3 separate regions of the Mus musculus genome follow, and all the other regions are linked to region 1. Evidence: chromatin contacts called from public Hi-C data. All regions are on one chromosome and are shown on one strand. Each heading gives the region's core, a stretch centred on a gene start, on an enhancer-like site or on the middle of the called end of the contact. The rest is flanking DNA. Distances are from core to core; before and after follow the strand shown. Region 1 overlaps Tanc2 (tetratricopeptide repeat, ankyrin repeat and coiled-coil containing 2). Region 2 has its middle 11 kb from the start of Gm35828. Region 3 overlaps Marchf10 (membrane associated ring-CH-type finger 10).

Region 1 (2,779 bases), core at 236-2,735:
TTGAACCTTTTGTATTTTCTATTTAGGTTTTCTTAGTTTTGTTTTGTTTTTCACTTAAGTGAGTTTTCACTAAGTAAGTTTACATTATTTGTAGAATATTGTAGAATAGGAACTCTCAAGCAATTTTATTTTTTTTTAAGTAATCTATAATTTAGAGGCTGGTAGTACAGTTTAGCTGGCTGAGTGCTTGCCTAGCATAGCAAATTGATTCAAAAAAATTGAGTCAAAATTCAAAAGGCTCCAAGTTCAGTCCCAGTACCACAAAAACTGAACTGGCACACACTTATAACCACAGCATTCAACAGATGGAGATGTGACTCAGACAGGCCTTGAACTCACTGTGTAGCCCAAGCTACCCTCAAACTCCTGCTTACTCCTGCCTATTTTCGGGATTACTGATATATGTCACCATGGCCAGCCAGAGCCAATCTTAAAATGAAAAAAAAAAAAAAATCTAGAAGTAAAAGCTATTCTTCAATAGTATGTATACCTTAAATATCAGCATTCCTTTCGGCTACAAACTTTAGTGTCCTCAGTCCTGTTAAAACAGAACTCTCACTCTTTTTTTCAGGTGCCTCCATTGCCCTGATGGACAAAGAAGGACTAACAGCCCTTAGCTGGGCTTGTCTGAAGGGCCATCTCTCAGTAGTACGCTCTCTGGTGGATAACGGGGCTGCTACAGACCATGCAGACAAGAATGGCCGTACCCCACTGGACCTAGCAGCTTTCTACGGTGATGCTGAGGTGGTAAGTACCTTTAAACAGGCCTCAGGAGAGAAAGGATAGGGGTGCTATCCACCAAGAATGCTATCTAGGATCAAATGCGAAATACTGTTTTGATAGTTCTAACTTAGACTCTTCAGAGGACGAGAATATACAAAACATTATTCAAAAGCAAGAATATCACTGTGACTTGAAATCAGAGAGAGAGAGAGATACTGGTTCAGACAAGCAGTTTGAAAGGGGCAAGCTGTATCCATTGTACCTGTTAAGTGTTCTGCTTGTTCCTTTCCTAGGTCCAGTTCCTGGTAGATCATGGGGCCATGATTGAGCATGTTGACTACAGTGGAATGCGTCCTTTGGATAGGGCAGTGGGTTGCCGGAACACGTCTGTTGTAGTAACTCTACTGAAAAAAGGAGCCAAAATAGGTAAGAGAAAGAGAGATGATATTGACCATCTGTGCCCAGGGGCCAGTGGTCTGGCTTTCCTGGGTTTTTTGGAGTGAATGTATCTAGTTCTCCCTCTGCCCTGGTCCAATTACTGCCCAAGTGAACAAAAGGCTACTGGCCCAGAGAGAGTACATCTGAGCCATAGTCATGAAACCCTGTATCCAGAGTCACATGACTCTCTGCCCTGCCCTTTGTAGCTTGAGCCAGGAGGCTGCGCTGAGCTTATGCACATCTTCGCGCTGCCTGTGCACTGGCCCCACCCTTTGAGCATCCTGGTTCCCTGCAGCACCATAAGCCTTTGCTTTCCTTTGCTCTCCGTGCTTCACTCTCCAGCCCCTGCCGCTGCTCTCCCAGCTGCTCCCCCACCCACACACTGTAGACAGGGTTGCTGATGTGCTGGCTTTTGCTGCCTGCCTCTCACTGCTGCTTTTCCTTCTTTTTTTGTTTTTTTTTTTTCTTTTTTTTTTTTTTCACCTTCATCCATTTTTTTTTCCTTTCCTACAACTTTTTGTTTTCTCCTTTCTTTGAAGGTTGTCAGACGTTACCGAGTCGCCCACGAGGTATATTTCACCGCTGTCAGCATCAGGCGTGGTCTGATGGCTTGGTCAGCTTTGCCTTCTCCTCTTTGATTTAGCCTGCATGAGTTCCCTACACCTCTAATCTTTTAATTTACTTCACCTTAAAAGAAGATTTTTTAATGACTGTTGCAGAGAATAACTTGAACTTTTTGATAACTAACCCTGAAAAGTTTAGTTGGTAAATAATCCAGTCATCTGTAAACTAATCAATTTAACTATTCTTTTCTCTCGTGAGTGAAGTAGTCTTCTTAATGTTTATTTCATATCTGTTGACATTAGAATTATGCCCCTGGTTCCAAGTGAATCCTAGGGAGTCCTTTTTGGTACTTAGCTCTAAGGAGCCTTTAGAGCACTTACGGAGGGTCCCCTTCTACAGAGTGCACACTTCAAAATTGATTCTACGTGGGAGTGTTCTATCTCAGACAGAAAATAAATTATTCTTTTTTGGCTTTTTCTAGTCTCATGGTAACCTTTAGTATAAATTCTTTCTTCCAACTTCCTGATTTAAAATCATTTCAGACTAAGCCATTATGTGCTCACGTGTACCACACAGGTGTTACTGTCTCCTGTGGCACGAGCTTGGACACTTCAGATATTCTTATTTTAAGGTGAATACAAACAAATCAAATGCAGCTTCTCGGCAATGGGAGTCACTGAATACTCCCAGGTCTAGAAGATGAGGTAATTATTGTGGACAAGTTGTTCTCTCAGCAGAAATTCCCCAGGATATTTTTTTCCACCCAGCTTCCTACCACCTTACATTGTATGAGTTCTTTACCCATCATGCATCCTGTACACTACAGGTCCAGCCACATGGGCGATGGCCACCTCCAAACCAGACATCATGATCATCCTGTTGAGCAAGCTGATGGAAGAGGGGGACATGTTTTATAAGGTGAGGGCGGGAGGAACTGCTTTTTACGTGTAGAATCTTGAAAACTTGAAAGTTTTCATTCTTTTCTGTACAGGCAAAGTAGAAACTAATTGCCTGGTCCTGGACTCCTAATTTAGGGGTCCTGAGGTTTTTTTTG
Region 2 (2,700 bases), core at 23-2,522, 420 kb before region 1:
GGACTAGATTCTTTCTACTCACAGGGATTGATTGTATCCTCTGATCTCACTACTGCTTGGGGTTTTGAAAGAAATAAGAGAAATGAAAAAGGAGTTTTAAAAGAAAAATGAGATGAAGGGAAAAGAGAGGAGGGTTAAAGCGCCTGGCTCCGAGAACTTTTTAAGGCAGTTTGAACACATTTAGAGGCAGAAATTGGAATTAAATTTGACCAAAGCAAAATCAGCAGGCTGCTTCTCTATCTAAGGCACTGACATGAACTGAAGTAAATAGGAGCCGGCTTTGAAAGCAGCTGATTGCAATGAGGCAGCACAGAGCAACCCATCCGAATTCCACACTCATCAGGGTCCTTGGTGATCGGGACGCTTTTTTATCTTTGGGGACAGGACTCTGACCTTTCTTGCCTTGTGGCATCTGTCCATCTCTGTAAAGAGAAACCTTTTACTCATCCTGTGTTCTTCCCCTTTTTATAACACAGCCTCCCTGCCTTCTCCTGGGTGAGGGAGATGATTTCCTGTTCCAAGTACTACGCAGCCAGAGCTGTCCCTCAAATGTCACAGGTTCTCCAGCTGCAGTACAGCCTGTGCTCGGCTTCTTGTCTCCTCACTTTTCTCCCCTCTTAGAGAACTTCATGGCTGCAGCCCAGTGGTGGACTGAGCAGCGCTGGTCGAGCTAGAGACTACAGATCTTTAGTAGCCAGGGTCCTGTACATGTTAAGCAAGTGCTTTCCCTCTGAACTGAACCTCTGATGGCGCCATGCTTTTAACAAATGTGCTAATACCTGCTCTCCAGCCCCACAGAGGAGTCTCAGGTTCACTAACACAGGGTTCCTTGAGTCACCAAGCAGATGCAACTTATAAAGACCTCCACAGTATCAACCTGAGATGGGACCTGTTGAGCCATTTTCATTTTGTGAACTATTTTTATAGATGTCTCTTCTGCTCCATTTTGGCATAAATGAAACAAAGTTGTTGTTTTTGTTTTGTTTTGTTTCTTTTTTTTAAAAGAGTCATATTCGACTCTTGGTATTTGCAAGCTTCATTTCTCAACTCTAGAAATTTATCAGATATGTATCACGGGTGGAATAAAATTAATTTTCCCACCCACAGTAGTTCATTAGTAAAGTAAGGCAAGAATTTAATGGATTTGTGCTTGGAATGCCTAAAATTATTTCACCATAACAAAAGGTCTTGAAAGACTAAGAAAACGCAAGATGACAATTAAATTGCCTCTCTGAACTGCATGGCTGTACCGCAGGCAAACGGCATCTTAAAATAGCTCATTGTAGAGCTAAAAAAGAGGGAGAAACACATGAAGGAGGCACAAAGGTGTTGCACACGGAGTGGAAAGCTTTTTAAAAATACCAACACGATGAGTTTGCTTTGCTTGCAGCCAAGTCCCAGATTTTCAGGATCCTTCCTGCTTTCATATCCTCTGTGTGGGGGTGTGACTTGCTTCAGTTAGAATCCTCTGCAAGCCGAAGAGTAAACCTTCATCCTTCCCAAATCTACAGAAAAGCTTTGTAGTCTGCATGTGTTGAAACCCACTAATTAACAATTTGACACTCCCTATGTGTGTGTGTGTAGATTAACAGGGCATGGCAGAGAGGGACATCTTTGAAACATTATCCCCAGGCCTTGCTATAGAACGCCAGGCTTTTAGATCATGTCAGAGGTAGAAGGGATCCTGGTGGCCATCTAAGCCAAGAACCTCTTTTAAAGATGAAGAAAGGAGATGTGGAGAGGGTTAACTGAGGTTCAAGGGCGACAGCCAGTTAGAGGTCAAATGAGAAGAGCCCTGGTTTCCCTTCGATAGAGCATCCGAACACCAGTTCTTGCTTATTAACTTGATAAAGGCTTGCCAGAGAAGACTGCAGCATGAATCCATTGTCTAGCTATTAGTCTTTATTAAGGCGTCTAATTGAAAGCAATTCGGCTCGCTGGAACTGTCCTCTGTAGCAGAATTCTTCACTGGTGTTTGCATATTGTGTCCTTTGCTCACATTCAAAGCCCAGGTCTGACAGCATTTTCTCCTGGATCCTGGGGCAAACAACCTCCTTTGGTGGGTTGTACCCACAAGGCCAGCTGTGACCCTCCTCAGGATGAGGAGGTTCTGGAACTTCTGGGTCCCCTGAGGTTTGTTTGTTTCAGTCATACCTCCCCCAATGGCCACTCCCTCCCCCTCACTTCCAGTCCCTCACCCCCACCACCAGGTTGTAGGGCAAAGGATCAAATACATATTCTTTTTCTGTTATCCACAAGCATTCATCAAACAACTGTTTTCACTCTACGGCTTTCCCAGATGCTTGTATTTTTATTGTCTGATGTTATAAAAAAAAATTCTTTCAAGTGATAATTGTCTTTCAGAAGGTCAAGAATTGGTGTTCAGATGTAGAATTCACTGTCTCCTGCCATTTTATTGGAAGAGGTCAACATGTAAGTTAGTGCTGGGCACTTGACAGGTTTAAAACCCCCAAGACATGAGGGGCCCCATCCTCACAAGTTCATCCAGTCTGAAATAAACTAAACCAACATACAGAAATAACTAGAAATTTTAGGTAGCTTGTTATTAATCAAATTACCATTTGGGTCAACGCTAGGCAAGTCTGCAGAGTCGGGGGTTATTTCTTTTGTCTTTTTCCTGCCTCTCTGGGGACTTCCTCCTGTCTCCATCTGTTCTCACGTCAGCGTAGAAAGAGCAAG
Region 3 (2,700 bases), core at 144-2,643, 490 kb before region 1:
TGCAGATGGATCAAAGTTACATCGGCCCAGTGTAGCAGCTCAGGCCTGTAATCGCAGCACTCAGGAGGCTGAGGCAGGAGAATGAGGAGTTCGAGGATAGCTTGGGCCACAGAAACCAAACCACTACCAATAACAACAAAATTATACCAGGGAAGTAAGATGTGTAGGACTGACCCTGAACTCAACATGGGGGGAGGGAGATGCGGGGGTGGGGGTGGGGGGGGGAGTAGACTGTCAGATTTTAATGATATACACACTGAAGGAAGAATAAAGGGCCAAGCTGGGGGCTTAAGCTGGGGACTTTAGCGGGGGAGAGGGGGAGGCTGTGATCAGCTTGAGGTGTCTTTTTCAGATACCCAGGTAGAGGGAGTGAGAGGCAGTAGAGTTTTAAATCTGGAAATCGAAAGTGGGGTTTGAGCTGGAAGTGTAGATTTGGGAGTCTCTGGTAGTTAACCCCTCAACGCTGGCAGTTACAATGTTAAAGATAACTTTAAGAAAGCACACAGAGAGAAGGCAGCTTGGTGAGGCATGAGCTTGGATGGTGACAAGTGACATCTTTACAATCACACTCTACCCAGCTCCACCTGCAAGCTAAGCTGCAGGCGCCCAGCCACTGTAGTATGAGCAGGACCTGAGATTTCTGTCACCCGTGAAAGTCACAGATATTTTCACATCTCAGTACATTTTTTGCGGATGTCTCAAAATACCCTCTTCGCCCATCGCTTGTTAACTAACGTGTTAATAAGGAAGCACATACATTACAGAATCACAATTTTCTAAAAATATTTTGATGACTATTTCCATAAAAGTGGTTTCCTTTGAAAGCCCGTGTCTTATTTTTTGCCTGAAAACAATTCTAAGGAAATGAGTCTAAAGAGTTCACCGTGAGGCTCAGGAGATTTGTGGCTCAGAGGCTAAGAACGACCCTGCCCCCAACCCCAGGTAGAGAGTAAGATTAGAGCCACACCCTGAGGACCCCAGGATTCAGGAACAGTGTGGAGGAAGATGAGAAGAGGAGAGAAAGATAAAGTGCCTGCCGAGATGGGGAGGAAGTCAGGGCAAGAGTGGCTCTAAGGCCGCCGTCCCCCAGGGGGTGGTACTGGTGTGTGTGTGTGTGTGTGTGTGTGTGTGTGTGTGTGTGTGTGTGTGAGTGTGGCCAGCACCACACAAAGCTGCTCTGTGGGGAGATGTGGAAGTCACTTGACAAAGAGCATTTCTGGAGAACGACATGTGTGTGGAAACCAGATTGGAGTGGGCTGAGGAGAGAGGAGGAGGTGGGGAAATGGAGTCAGGCAGTGTAAATAATTCTTTGGGGAACTTGGGGTGTGAAGGAGAAGTTAGTGGAGGGGAGCGGGGGAAGGAAGGCTGTTCTGTCTCTTTTTAGATCATGACTACATGCTGATGGGAAAGCCCTCTGCAGGGTTGGCTGACGCAAGCAGCAGGGAAGGGCTGGACACGAGTGGGGGGATCCTAAGCACAGAGGGAGAGTTGGAAGTGGGTGAAAATAAGGAGTGAGGAGGAAGAGGAGATGGATTGGAAGCCTGGGAGAAAGGTTCTAGGTAAAGGAGCTGAGCAGCCTTGAGAACTACCTGGAGATTGCTGGCCCTGAGCCCATGCAAAGTCGCTGACATTTTCTTTAGCGGTAATGAATGAGATCCTTTGGGGTGACAATAACATGCAGGATGTGCCTCTGTGTGTGTGTGTGTGTGTGTGTGTGTGTGTGTGTGTAAAGGAAGAGGACACTTGAGACGCCTTGAGAACTGTGAGGCCAGGGTGTGGCTTGGTTATCTAAATGGATGCTGAAGTCATTAGATAATGTGTCTGGAGATCAGGAAGGGGACAGCAGAGAACCAATTGCCTGTCAGAGCCTCACTGAATAAGGGAGAGTAATCAGGAGACCAGCAGGAATGGCAAGAGGAGAAGAAGATGGAATCCAGCTGCACAAGCCAACGAAATGCAGGAACTGTGCTCTGGGAGCAGCAGCGTAGAGTCCTTCTCTTTCCTGGTCCTGAGGGCAGGAGTTAAAGTCATACAAACAGCACCCCTTGCAGGGGCAGTGTCGGGTAAGAGGCCATCTTCCTAACACCGAGATGGAGAAAGAACCTCTTGAGAAAAGACTCATGTACATTTCCTGTAACCTGACAGCCAGGTTGCTCACCACTTCTGCTTCCAACTCCCACGGCAGGATCTGAGTTCAAATCTAAAATTATCATTTTCTGTGAAGCTTTCCCTTGCTTTTGTTCCATCCATCCATCCATCCATCCATCCATCCATCCATCCATCCATCTTTCCATCCATCCATCCATCCATCCATCCATCCATCCATCCATCCATCCATCCATCTTTCCATCCATCCATCCATCCACCCATCTAGCCAATCATTTATGGTCCCACTATGTAACTTAGGTTGACCCACTGGGTACCAGGTTTACAGGTGTATGCCACCTGTACTGGCTAGTTTTGTGTCAACTTGACACAGCTGGAGTTACCACAGAGAAAGGCACTTCAGTTGAGGAAATGTCTCCATGAGATCCAGCTGTAAGGCATTTTCTCAATTAATGATCAAGGGGGAAAGGCCCCTTGTGGGTGGAACCATCTCTGGACTGGCAGTCTTGGGTTCTATAAGAGAGCAGGCTGAGCAAGCCAGGGGAAGCAAGCTAGTAAGGAACATCCCTCCATGGCTTCTGCATCAGCTCCTGC

What was found. A called contact is a pair of places that touch in the nucleus more often than the background predicts.
Region 2: a contact with region 1 is called in a Hi-C map of cerebral cortex, with 4 times the contacts expected there. The contact joins two enhancer-like sites. A contact is called at or near these places in 1 of 15 datasets of contacts at CTCF or cohesin (pro-B cells), 6 of 484 Hi-C or Micro-C datasets (Sertoli cells, cerebral cortex, cortical neurons and 2 more), 6 of 115 datasets of contacts at active chromatin or transcription factors (SST interneurons, differentiating embryonic stem cells, embryonic fibroblasts and 2 more) and 2 of 9 other capture datasets (embryonic stem cells and pancreatic islet).
Region 3: a contact with region 1 is called in a Hi-C map of cortical neurons, with 4 times the contacts expected there. The contact joins two enhancer-like sites. A contact is called at or near these places in 1 of 484 Hi-C or Micro-C datasets (cortical neurons) and 4 of 115 datasets of contacts at active chromatin or transcription factors (SST interneurons, bone marrow-derived macrophages, embryonic fibroblasts and 1 more).

Annotation. Positions count from the first base shown.
Region 1 is chr11:105,912,341-105,915,119 of GRCm38.p6, forward strand. It overlaps Tanc2 (tetratricopeptide repeat, ankyrin repeat and coiled-coil containing 2), which reads left to right. Exons shown (of 26, transcript NM_181071.3): 21 at 572-747; 22 at 1,017-1,149; 23 at 2,552-2,643. Among named protein-coding and RNA genes, the nearest start is that of Cyb561, 31 kb to the right of the region's middle. Within about 2 kb of position 1,486, at least 19 of the 459 cell types and tissues checked have an H3K27ac peak or open chromatin away from gene starts, as enhancers often do. A contact at or near this core is called in SST interneurons, cerebral cortex and cortical neurons, where this site is marked.
Region 2 is chr11:105,496,354-105,499,053 of GRCm38.p6, forward strand. No RefSeq gene overlaps it. Among named protein-coding and RNA genes, the nearest start is that of Gm35828, 11 kb to the right of the region's middle. Within about 2 kb of position 1,273, at least 20 of the 459 cell types and tissues checked have an H3K27ac peak or open chromatin away from gene starts, as enhancers often do. A contact at or near this core is called in SST interneurons, cerebral cortex and cortical neurons, where this site is marked.
Region 3 is chr11:105,419,543-105,422,242 of GRCm38.p6, forward strand. All of the region lies in intron 4 of Marchf10 (membrane associated ring-CH-type finger 10), which reads right to left. Among named protein-coding and RNA genes, the nearest start is that of Gm39417, 29 kb to the right of the region's middle. Within about 2 kb of position 1,394, at least 35 of the 459 cell types and tissues checked have an H3K27ac peak or open chromatin away from gene starts, as enhancers often do. A contact at or near this core is called in cortical neurons, where this site is marked.